3 separate regions of the Mus musculus genome follow, and all the other regions are linked to region 2. Evidence: chromatin contacts called from public HiChIP or PLAC-seq and promoter capture Hi-C data. All regions are on one chromosome and are shown on one strand. The core of a region is the stretch at or near the end of the contact, and the rest is flanking DNA. Distances in the headings are between cores, read along the strand shown. Region 1 holds the start of B430010I23Rik (RIKEN cDNA B430010I23 gene). Region 2 holds the start of Triml2 (tripartite motif family-like 2). Region 3 holds the start of Mtus1 (mitochondrial tumor suppressor 1).

What was found. Promoter capture Hi-C pulls out the DNA fragments that hold promoters and counts their contacts. HiChIP or PLAC-seq counts read pairs in DNA pulled down with a chosen protein or histone mark.
Region 1: an H3K27ac HiChIP or PLAC-seq map of embryonic stem cells shows a contact between it and region 2, with 7 times the contacts expected there. The contact joins the promoter of B430010I23Rik here to the promoter of Triml2 in region 2. A contact is called at or near these places in 1 of 39 promoter capture datasets (embryonic stem cells) and 2 of 115 datasets of contacts at active chromatin or transcription factors (both in embryonic stem cells).
Region 3: a promoter capture Hi-C map of embryonic stem cells shows a contact between it and region 2, with 2.7 times the contacts expected there. The contact joins the promoter of Mtus1 here to the promoter of Triml2 in region 2. A contact is called at or near these places in 2 of 39 promoter capture datasets (embryonic stem cells and stem cell-derived epiblast-like cells).

Annotation. Positions count from the first base shown.
Region 1 is chr8:41,016,106-41,019,707 of GRCm38.p6, reverse strand. B430010I23Rik (RIKEN cDNA B430010I23 gene) reads right to left here and starts at 1,970. Exons shown (of 3, transcript NR_015457.2): 1 at 1,888-1,970; 2 at 87-250. All of the region lies in intron 6 of Mtus1 (mitochondrial tumor suppressor 1), which reads left to right.
Region 2 is chr8:43,179,158-43,182,864 of GRCm38.p6, reverse strand. It overlaps Triml2 (tripartite motif family-like 2), which reads right to left and starts at 2,329. Exons shown (of 8, transcript NM_001381929.1): 1 at 2,253-2,329. It also overlaps a transcript of Triml1 not described here.
Region 3 is chr8:41,131,782-41,135,325 of GRCm38.p6, reverse strand. It overlaps Mtus1 (mitochondrial tumor suppressor 1), which reads left to right and starts at 1,600. Exons shown (of 14, transcript NM_001005863.2): 1 at 1,600-1,845.

The DNA.
Region 1 (3,602 bases), core at 721-3,220, 2.2 Mb after region 2:
ATGAAAGTTCATTGATAGCAGAGTCTGCTTCCAGTTCCTTCTTGTAAAACCACCCCAAGAATTGAAGTTGACAATTCAGACAGTACCTGAGTGGACGAGCGAAGGGCGAGGGTGGAACTGCAGAAACATCTTACAAGAGCACACAGAATCCCCATGTTGGATGTTCTCCACCCCTTCTCTGTTTTATAATCCATCAGTGAATGTTCGCTAGTTGCCTAGTGTGTACAAGGCACTCACTGTTAGGAAACAGCTGAAAGGGAAAGGGTAAGTTGAGCAATTAAAAATCCCCTTAACCCTTTACAGAGATCTCTTGTACCCACTGTTGAAACATTTGGATCCTATTAACCAGCATTGCTGTTAGTAACCCTAGAGTCCTCATCAAAGGGTCTCTAGGCATATTTCTTGGTAAGGTAAAACAAGACCAGATAGGTTTTTTTTTTTTTGCATATAGAATCTAACCTAGGCTAGTACCTCCCCCCCCCAAAGGGTTTTAAATTATGCTAATAGTCTACATCTCAGATTTAAAGGGGTGGGGTGGGGGTGGGAGCAGGCAGGATGAGGGAGTGGGTGGGAAGGAAGTGTCCACAATGATAAAAGTATGAACTCTCTGCAGCTCTTTCCTGTAATAGTTCCTGTGTTGCTGATGCCATTCAGTAGCCTGCAGAAGTCAGGCACACTGGCGGGACGACAGCCAGCCACTAAGTGCTTGCATCCCAGAGACCCTAATTAAATTACGGAGAATCCCGTTGTTGTTGAGTTTTTTTTTTTTTTCCTTAAAGCGCTTCATATATTTAATGCATGAGTTTGAAAGCATCTTCGTGTGGATTTCCACCTTTCTCTCTAGTCTCACTGTGTGTGTATGTCTGTGGGGCGAGGGTGGGGTTGCATGTTATAGTACAAAGATAATCAAATAAACCTCTTCTCTGGATTATAAATGGTTTATCATCTATGACAGAGACACTAATCTAAGCAGCTGGAAAAAAAAATCGGTCTCTAACTGCCAGAATGTATTTTATCATCTTGAGTAAATAAGAAGTACATTTAAAGGGCAGGCAACCCAGACAGTCATGCAGAAACTAATAGTATGTCTGTTGGAGTCTGGGCTCTGTGGTCTGCATTTTTGAGTAGATCATATTAAAGCCCCGGGTTTCCCATAGTCCTGCGCTGCTTCGCCTCAGATGATGTCATCTGCTTTGATTGATGACCAAAGAATTGGTCCTGGACATTGCCCTCCTAAGTACCAGGCTCCTTGAAGGCAGGAGCTATGTCTTAATTTTCTTACATATCATTATGGTATAGGATATAAAATGTGCTTAGCTATATGAGTAATAACTCATAATTCAGAAAGATAAATGTCCCTTCTGGGCATTTGGGGGGAGGGGATGTTGGCTTTCCAGAAAGTGTATAAAATGAGTCAGGTTAAGAAAGCCCGTCATCCCAAGAGGGTAGCATGGATTCTGGGAAGGATAGCTTTTGACTTGGATGGAAGATCTCGGGATGCTAAACAGGAGCTAGGCAATTCTAGTCCATGGGAGCGCACACAAGCACACAGGCTAGCACCCACTCATGCTTGCTACACGTATGTATGTATGCTGTATTTGCTGGAGGAAGAAATTCCGCCTCATGTATGGGTGCTACCTGAGCTCCACCTTCAGTCCCAGTGTCATTTGTAACATACTCAAAAGAGAAGGGAGTTTATACACAGAAAATATTGAATAACAGCCCTCTAGGGTATAAAGAAACCCCTTCTATGCTTGCGTACTGGGCTCTAAAGAACCAGGACTAGAAGCAAAGGTGACACCAAGGGCAAAAAGCCATTGTGAAGGAAGAGTGGGCTGGCTTTCCCCCACCCCCACTTCCGGCCATTGAGACACAGTGACAACTGACCTTGATGTCCTCACGCTGGATCTTGCTGGAGAAGGCTGAGTGTGGTTTAGGGAAGTGAGTTAGGACAGATGTCAACACTCACTGAAATCTGTTGCCTCCTGAAGTCCACTAATAAGCTAACCACCCCTCCCTCGGGTGTTTCTGGAGGGAGGGAGGTGTGGCTTTCCAGAGTCCTTTAGAGATAAGCATCAGTAGCGTCAGCTTTTGCCATCTTCCTTTCCGTTTTCTTGTGCAAGTGGTAAGATTTCCTTGTCCTTTTACCCCCTTTTGTTTGCAACTTGGCTGCTGTGGGAAAGGGGACTCTGAAGCGTGGTCACAGTTTCATGTCTAATAGAGCTGTCCCCGCTTTTCTCTCACGCCACTGACAGACTCTGCCATTTATCCAAAGCATTTGAATAAAATTAAGGCTTGACGTGACAGTACTCGAATAGTCAGGCTGTAGTGGCACGTGCCTGTAATCCCAGAACTTGGGAGACTGGGGCAAAGGAAAGCAAGTATGAGACCCGTAAGAAGGGGAGAAAAGAGAAAAACATTGTATCTGTGGGTTATTATTTTGTTGTTCTCAAACTTTAGTTTTTGCATTACAAAAGCAATCGTTTATTTTTGAAATTTGGAATTCCTGACTGGTGATTTCAAATATATGTAATCCCCAATACCCATGTATTATCAATGAACTATACTCTATTGTAATATTATTTAAAGTTCTAAATCACAGCAGGGCCCCCTGGGTGCCCTTCACCATGAGGTTCATCATGCCTTTAGTATATGGGTTCTGAAGAGCAAACCCCCTTTTTCTATTAGTGAGTGCGATAATCTAATGACCTCAATTAGAGAGCGGAGTAAAAAGGCTCACACATCTAAAAATAACTCCATTATCCACGCAGAGAGGGTCCCGTTTCTGTTTCCTCTGCCCCCGCTGATATTAAGTAAGTGCCAATCGATCAGGATAATGTCTGGCTCTCGTTTCTCATAAATGAAGGGCTGTGGCTTTAAGTAATCATCCGTTGCTTGTGCCAGAGACAGAAGCTGCAGTATCAGCTTCAGAGAGGAGAGAGAGGAGTCTGAGGCAGTAACCTGCGGGACAGGCGGGGAGGCCACCAGGGCCAATGGCGCTCCTCCCTGTGGAGCTTTGAATGTAGGCAGACCCGGACGGACGGATGGGTGGGAGGCGTGGCCACCTGTGCGCTTCTTGGACAGTGCAGGGGGTGGGGGAGTTGGAGAGACCGGAGCTGGAAAATGGGCTGCCCTAGCAGCAAAATGTGCCTCTCTCCTCCCTGTGCAGCAACAAGGGTAATTAGTATTTGTTTACAGGGCTTTTCTAGAAGGGTGTCAGGGACTACGTACTGCAGACCCTGTCTGGAACCAGGGGGAAGTGCTTTGAGTGAGAAGCAAGTCTAGACTGCAGAGACCAGTCTCGTGCTCTCTGCCATACTGCAACCCAGATGCCGGCTGGAGTCCCACATCTAAGGTCATCTCAGGAAGTGCCCTTCCTGAAAGCCTGGACATTCTCTCACTTCCTAGTTTCACCCTGGCGCCAGGGACTCTCCGTCTTGAGGAACTGTGTCTAATGATTGTGTTTGTATAAGTATGTGTGGATGTGTGCCTGCTACAGACCTGAAGGTAACGTGAAAATTATTCCTTACCGCAAGACTGATACTTGTTATTCTTTAAACCCTGAAACACCCTCCTGATTTCTTTCACTTCACTTCTCTCAA
Region 2 (3,707 bases), core at 1,080-3,579:
TGTGAATACTACAGTGTACCAACCTCTCTTCCTTCCTCTCCTCCTTCAGTCCCTCTGGAGATGGGATTATAGGTGGGACCATCCTTTTACTTTTTGAATTAATGTTTAAGACACAATATATTTCTTACAATATTTAAGTATAATATTTTGGTTACATATATATTTTAAAGAATATATCGTTGGTCAAGAGAGATGACTTAGAGGTTAAGAATGTGTACTGCTCTTATAGAGATGTGGAGTTCACAAAAGCCAGTACTAACTCCAGCTTTGGGGCATCCAAAATTTTTTACTTCTTTGGGTGCCTACACTTAGGTACATATATCTGCATCATGGCTACCCTCCCCCAAGCCACATTCCTGCATCATGGCTACCCTCTCCCCCTAAGCCACATTCCTGCATCATGGCTACCCTTCCCCTAAGCCACATACCTGCATCATGGCTACCCCCTCCCTAAGCCACATACCTGCAAAGAGCAAAATAAATATTGCAAAGTGACATGGTACATACTTGGTATCCCAGCGCCCTGGAAGCAGAGGTAGGCAGATATCTATGAGTTTGAGGGCAACCCTGTTTCGAACAACTAAAAAATATACATAGATTTCTTTTAAAAAATATTATACTTAGATATCTTATTTTGTTTTTAGATAGGATCTCACTATGCAACTCTGCATCCTGAGTGCTAGGATTAAAATGTGCTTACTGCCACATTCAGCTACACAAATCTTAAAGTGGAAGATTTTATGTTTTTATTGGTGTTTTGAAAAGCACCCAAGGCAGACGGATTTCTGACCCCATCATATATATATATACCATCTTTATATCTTTTTTTGTGAGAGAGGGTTTCCCTAGGTCCTTGAACTTGCTATGTAGACCAAGCTGGCTTAGAACTCAGAGATCTTCCAGCCTGTCTCCCCAGTACTTGGATTAAGTGTGCCCCCATATCCATCTTTTTTTTTTTTTAAGATTTATTTATTTACTATATGTAAGTACACTGTAGCTGTTTTCAGACACACCAGAAGAGGGCATTCGATTTCATTACAGATGGTTGTGAGCCACCATGTGGTTGCTGGGATTTGAATTCAGGACCTCCAGAAGAGTAGTCAGTGCTCTTAACCGCTGAGCCATCTCTCCAGCCATCCTTAAAAACAGTATTTTTGTTGTCATTTGTTTGTCTTTTTCTTGGGTTTTTGTTTGTTTGTTTGTTTTTGTTTTGGAGGGGAAGACTTCTATCAGTCAGCAAAAGGTTAAAGCAAATCAAAAGGACAGGTCAAATATTAGTTTTTAATAAAAAACAAAACCAAGAAATTCAGGCCAGATTGTGTGTGCCTTTAGTCCTAGCATTAAGGAGGCAGCAGAGAGGCAGAGCCAGGCATATCTCTTAGAGTTTGAGGTCAGCCTGATCTACAGCGAGGGTTGAAGACAGTCAGGGATGCACAGAGAAACCCTGACTCAAAAAAATCAAAACCAAAACCAAAAAACCCCAGGAAATTCCCGCCTCCCTGGGCTTGCTTTCCTGAATGTATCATTTACCTTTTGTCTTGCCTTTCTCAGGCGTTCTTTTATTCTTTTACTGCCCACCCCCCAAGTCTCTCATCTAGGGACCACTACCATCCATCAATCAACCATCCATCAAGCTTCCAAGGATACCAAAATTAAGTTGTTGAATTTGATCAGGCAGGATAGTTCACAACCGGCTTGTAACTCCAGCACTTGGGAAGCTAAGGCTGTGAGTTCAACAGCTAACAGCAGTCCAAAGCGAGGCCCAGTCTCATTAAAAAGTTTAAGTATTTTAATGGTGTCCCAGAAACATCCCCAGTCTGGGCTACTTGTGGAGGTTCAAGTCTAGTGTCCCCCCAAGTCGACTCAGCCATCTGTGGCTCCAGTTCGTGGTGGACCCAACACCCTCCTCTAGCCTCCGAGGGCACCAGGTATGCTTGCAGAACAACGCTCCCATACATAAATCAACTAATTTATTTTTTAAATAAAAAGTTGGCCCGCCTTGATGGTGTGTGAAGGCCGCTTCTGCCAAGCCCGAAGGCAGAATCCTCAGGCCCTCCGGGTTGGACGGAGAGAACCAAACCGATGACTTCCTTAAGCCTGACCACCAAGCCAGGTCTCCCCGCAACCCCCACCCCACCCCCCACATGCGCACACAAAATAAATGTTTAAAAAACTTAGTCGTTGGAAAACAAACAAACAAACAAACAAAAAGTATGATTACGGAAATGATGATGCAAAGCGGGAAAACTCACCTTCCTTTCCAGAAATCTTAAGGATTTCCTTCAGGGAAAGCCACAGCCAGTGGAGACCAGAGACTTCAGTACGAAGGTCAGTTCCGGGTCTCACAAAGCGTCACATAAACCGGCCATTTCGACCTTTATTACCGGATTGGTCCGGATTGGTCCGGAAGCAGCAGAAGTGGCTTCAGATACTTTTGAATCTGTTTCCTGGCCCCACCTCCTAGGTAGGTTAATTTACATTTCTAAACAGTTGTCTGAAAACTCTTCAGTAAAACACTGACCTTGGCTGAAAACTCTTCGGTAAAACACAGACCTTGGGTGTGATCTCAGGCCCAGACAGATTGGATAGCACATTGCTGATAGTCCCTGAATTGGAAAGGCTGAGTCAGGAGGATTGCTGCAAATTTGAAGTGGACCCAGGATAAGAGGTGAGTTCCTACCCAGCTTGGATCACAGAGATTCTGAAAACAGATAAACCACTACTAATCTATCCATTCATCCTCGAATTTTATATAATAATAATAATAGTAAAAAGCTGTGTGTAGCAGTGCATGCCTTTAGTCCTAGCATGGTGGGAGGGGGACAGCAGAGGCAGGAGGATGTCTGTGGATTGAGTTCGAGACCAGCCTGATTTATAAAAGACAGACAGACAGACAGACAGACAGACAGACAGACAGACAGACAGACACGGGGGGGGGGGAGAGAGAGAGAGAGAGAGAGAGAGAGAGAGAGAGAGAGAGAGAGAGAGAGAGAGAGAGAGAGAGAGAGAGAGAAGAGAGAGCATACATTGGGATGGGGTGTGAAAGAGGAAAATGGAACAGCAGAGATGGAAGGGTTTAATGGAGGAGTCCCCCAGGGAGATGGAGGGAGAGGAAGGGGGCCAACTAAAGCAAAATGTATTTTTTTAATTCCTTAAGGTAATTAAAAGCAAATTTAAAAACTATAAAACAAAAGAGAAAGGTACTTTTAAGATGTTGTGCCCTATGTGTGGTGATCATTAATAGGAATGCAGACCATGAGACTACTTTGCAGGATCTGTCTTGTTTTCCTCAGCCTCAGCCTCTTATCTTTAACTGCTAATGCTTTTTCACTAGAGAAGAATGACTCACTTGGTTCTCCAGAATGTTTGCTTCAGGGAAGGGTCACTGCTTTGCAGGGAGATAACCGCCTGCCTAAGGACTTTGTCTCAGGAGGGGGTGTGGGGGAGGAAGGGGCGGGCCCAGTGAAGAGGAAAATCTCTCTAGTTCCCTAATCTTACAGTCCTGTCTCTGACAGGGATTATGTCATGCGCCAATCCTTGCTAAGCAAAGGAGAGAGGGTTTTAAATCTAATTTTATTTTTTTTTAAGCAGTTGGCATGACAACCAGCAAATCCTCCTACCTGGCTCTCCTGATCTTCCAGATCAGATTCAGCACTAGGCATCTAGCACCGTGGCTCTCCTGTCTGGAGAGATTCTCTGTACCTTCT
Region 3 (3,544 bases), core at 351-2,850, 2.0 Mb after region 2:
TAAATAATATGTTTAACACAAGGAGGATTTTCCTTAGGGAGGAAGCATGTTGCTAATTAGCATAATTATCTCATGACTTGCCAGAAAAAAACATCCGGGGCTTTTTTTTTTTTTTGGTTTTGTTTTGTTGGGTGCCTTTTGCTCAAGGGAGAATTGTCCGATGGTTTTTAATGCTGTGCCACTTTAAAACTAGTCACATGATTTTTTTCCTAACGTCAGACAGAGTTGATATTACGACAGGGATTTCAAAGATAAGCAAGAGGTGTTATCTACTGGAATATGGAGGGAAAAAAAGGGGGAGTCGGGCCTGCTCGGCTGGGTTTGTGCCTGCCTTGGCTGCCCTCACAGTGTGACCATGTGCAAGTCACTTGGCTTTTCTGAGCTTCGGTTGCCTCACTCAAATAATAGAGATAATAATCTAACCTATTTACAGCAGGGTCTACTTGTGAGCGAAGAATGGATCATTGTTCACGTGAAAGCACTTAAAGCTATAAACAGCAAAGCTATTAGATCATCCAGCATTCGTGGTATAGGCAACCTCTGAAATGCTGCTTCTGCTCCCTCACCCCCACCCCCGTCCCCCGCCTCTGCGCTCCAAGAAATGTACTGAAAATGCTTTTTCAGCAATCCCAGGCCACGTAGTTTTATATATGTATACACACATGCATACATTAAACTTAGAGTTCTGGGTTGTCTGACATGTTCAGGAATGTTTTTATCTGTTACAAGCAGGCTATCAATCTTTAGGGAAAAAACCTTATATTAAAATATGCTTAGTGGAGGCTGAAATTTCCTCAGTTTGATTCAAGAACAAGGACTTTGGCTTTCAAGTGGCCAGACCTAGCTTCTCTTCCTAGCTTCTCCCACTACCCCAACCCCACCCCCATCTGAACTTCTAACAGTCGGAGTGCTGGTTTCTTTAATCTTTAATAGGTGCTCGCTAGTAATCTGCTCGGAAGTCTGAAGACAATATAGGGCGCAGGTGGGACTCTCCGAGAACAATCAGTGCTGCTTCCTTATAAACCCTTACGCTGATAAGCCTGCAACTTCCCCACCTCCCAACTCCAAAGCCCTTCGCGGGACAGGGAATTCTGGCTGCGAGGGGACCCAGGAGGAGCCAATCCTCCCTCTGGCTAGCTAGCCTGTCCGACGGTCCTGGGGCCCCAAAGTTGGGCTTGGCAGAGCTTAGCTTTCCCACCAGGACGTGAATGGTTTGGGGTCGCGCGGGACAGCCAGCCAAGCGCGCAGTCAGCAGCGGTGGCTTTGCGACACACGTGGCAACAGGTGCAGCGCGATCCAGGACGTACGCCCGGGGCTTGTGGCTTATGTTGACGTTTAGCCAGGGAGCCCGACCCGGCTGGCGACCGTAGTGGAGCTCCGCGGGAGTCATCGTGCCTCAAGGAACCCCTGCTCGTCTCTCAGGTTAGTTTTTTTGGGGGGCACTGCCCCTTCTGCCCCCCTCTCCCCCCCGCAACCTGGCCTTTGTCTGGGCTCTAGGAGCCGCCGCGGGCGAGGGGCGAGGCCACCCAGCCCAGGATCCTCCGCCTTCGCTCCTCCCCCTGGCGGCCCGGGGCGGGGAGGCTGGGACGCCCGGGCTCCGGGTTCCCGGTTCCCGCCTGGCCGCCAGGGTGCTGGTGCGGGTTGGGGTCGATCTGCAAGCCCCAGGTACAGACGTCTCCAAGGCAGGACCCGCCGAGGGTGCAGAACGCCGTGGCTCCCCCCAGGGCTGGCTCCCCGGCTCTGCGGGCAAGCGCGGAGTGGATCCCATTCCGTCGCCCATCCCGGCCGCGGTGGGGACCTCCGGAGAACGAGGAGCTGGGGAGCGGCGACTGCAACGCACTCACGGTGACCGGACTGGCTTTCCGGGGAGGGGGGCGGGTGTCCTAGTGGGTTTCAAAGTAGGAGGAGTGGGGAGGCTGAGCTCACGTGGGACCCGCGGGGCTCCTGCAGGACAGCGGGCTGCAGTTGCTGTCACCTTGAAAGTGACCGAGGCGGTGGGTTTATTGTGGATAAAGGACAACTGTCAAGTTTGCATCCTCGGTGGAAAGCCGCCCACCAAGCGCTGGATTCTGGCTCTGGACCTGGCAGCCTCAGGCTTCCGGCTGGGCGACTTGCCGGGGTCCATTCCCACTAAGCAGTCAGGGCAGAAAATATGGGAGAAAGGGAATTAGTGCAGTTCCCCAGGTCCTCATGCGGGTTTTACTCCCTGCAGCCTGCGGGTTCTTACAAACTCTAAGGGAAAGCCCACGTTGAGGGTCGCCGTATTGATTACTCAATAGAGGACTTAGCTCGAATTTCCGCGAAGTCTTTGCGCCCCCCCCCCCAACTAGGGTGATCTGTTCACTTTTCACTTGTAAAAGTGACACATTGAATTGTAAACATAGCTTGCATACTGGCACTCACTCTGCAAAATGCTACTTTTAAATTGTCTTGTGTTCTACCAGAGGAAATCCAGTGTATTTTGTTTGTCTTAAAACCAGAGTCTTAGGCAAAACAGGAGGAAAGCGAGCTTTCATGTTCTGCCAGGTGATTGGAGTTCAATCAAGGTATCAAATCACAGCGCGGTGGGGGTGGGAGTGGATTCCGGGGATCCGGAGACAACTTGTGGGAGGGCAAAAAAGAGGTGGGGTCGGGCCCCCGCTAAACATATGACCTCTGTAAGGAATGTTTTACAAATAGGTTATCAGTTTAAATAGTTCATCCCCGTTCTCTCCAGCAATCCCTTTAGGGCAATCTGTACTCTGTTGTGTGGGTGTGTTTAAACTTCTTGTTTACAGATTTATTTCTCAAGAACTGTATCGATAAGAAAAGTTATGCAAGAAAACCTGTTCCTGCCCTGTTTTTTTAAAAAAGGCATAGAATTTAGTTTAAAATACTTTTAAAATGTTGTATCGATCTTCACCTGAACCCTCTCTCCACTGCCCCGGCCCCCCCCCCCCGTGACCCACCCCCTTGTTCAATGGATGGAGCGAAGAGTTTTGTATATACCAAACACCTGGATTATCATTGATAGCTGCCCCAGCCCCTCACCTGTTCCTTTTAAAAACTAGATTTATGTGGGAAACAAATTGTGTTTGGGAGAGGTCTGTACCTTTTAATTAACCGTTAGGAATTCAAGGATAATTTTTGTAGGGTTTAGCTAGGATTGTGAAATTCTGGATAAATTTCTTGTAGACTTTTTGGAAACTAGAGTTACAAGAATTAAGCTTTTAAGAAGCATGTTGATTAGTAACCCTGAGAGCTCTGATTTCAACCGGAATGGACCGCTGATGTATACAGTTTGATACATTCAGGAAAATAAGAGTCAATCCCACCATTTCTCTTTTTCTCCCCTTTGTAAACTATAATGAAAATTCCCCCATTATATAAAGCCTTCAAAATCTTAATAAGTGTTACACATTATATTCTATACACGTGTCGATTTACTTAACCTTGTTTTACAAGCTGATCTTTTCATTTTCAGTTACTGTAATTAAATATGCTATTGCAACCCTTAATCGCTTTTAAAATTTTGTCTGCAAGGTAGGTTTCCTTAGGATAAAGT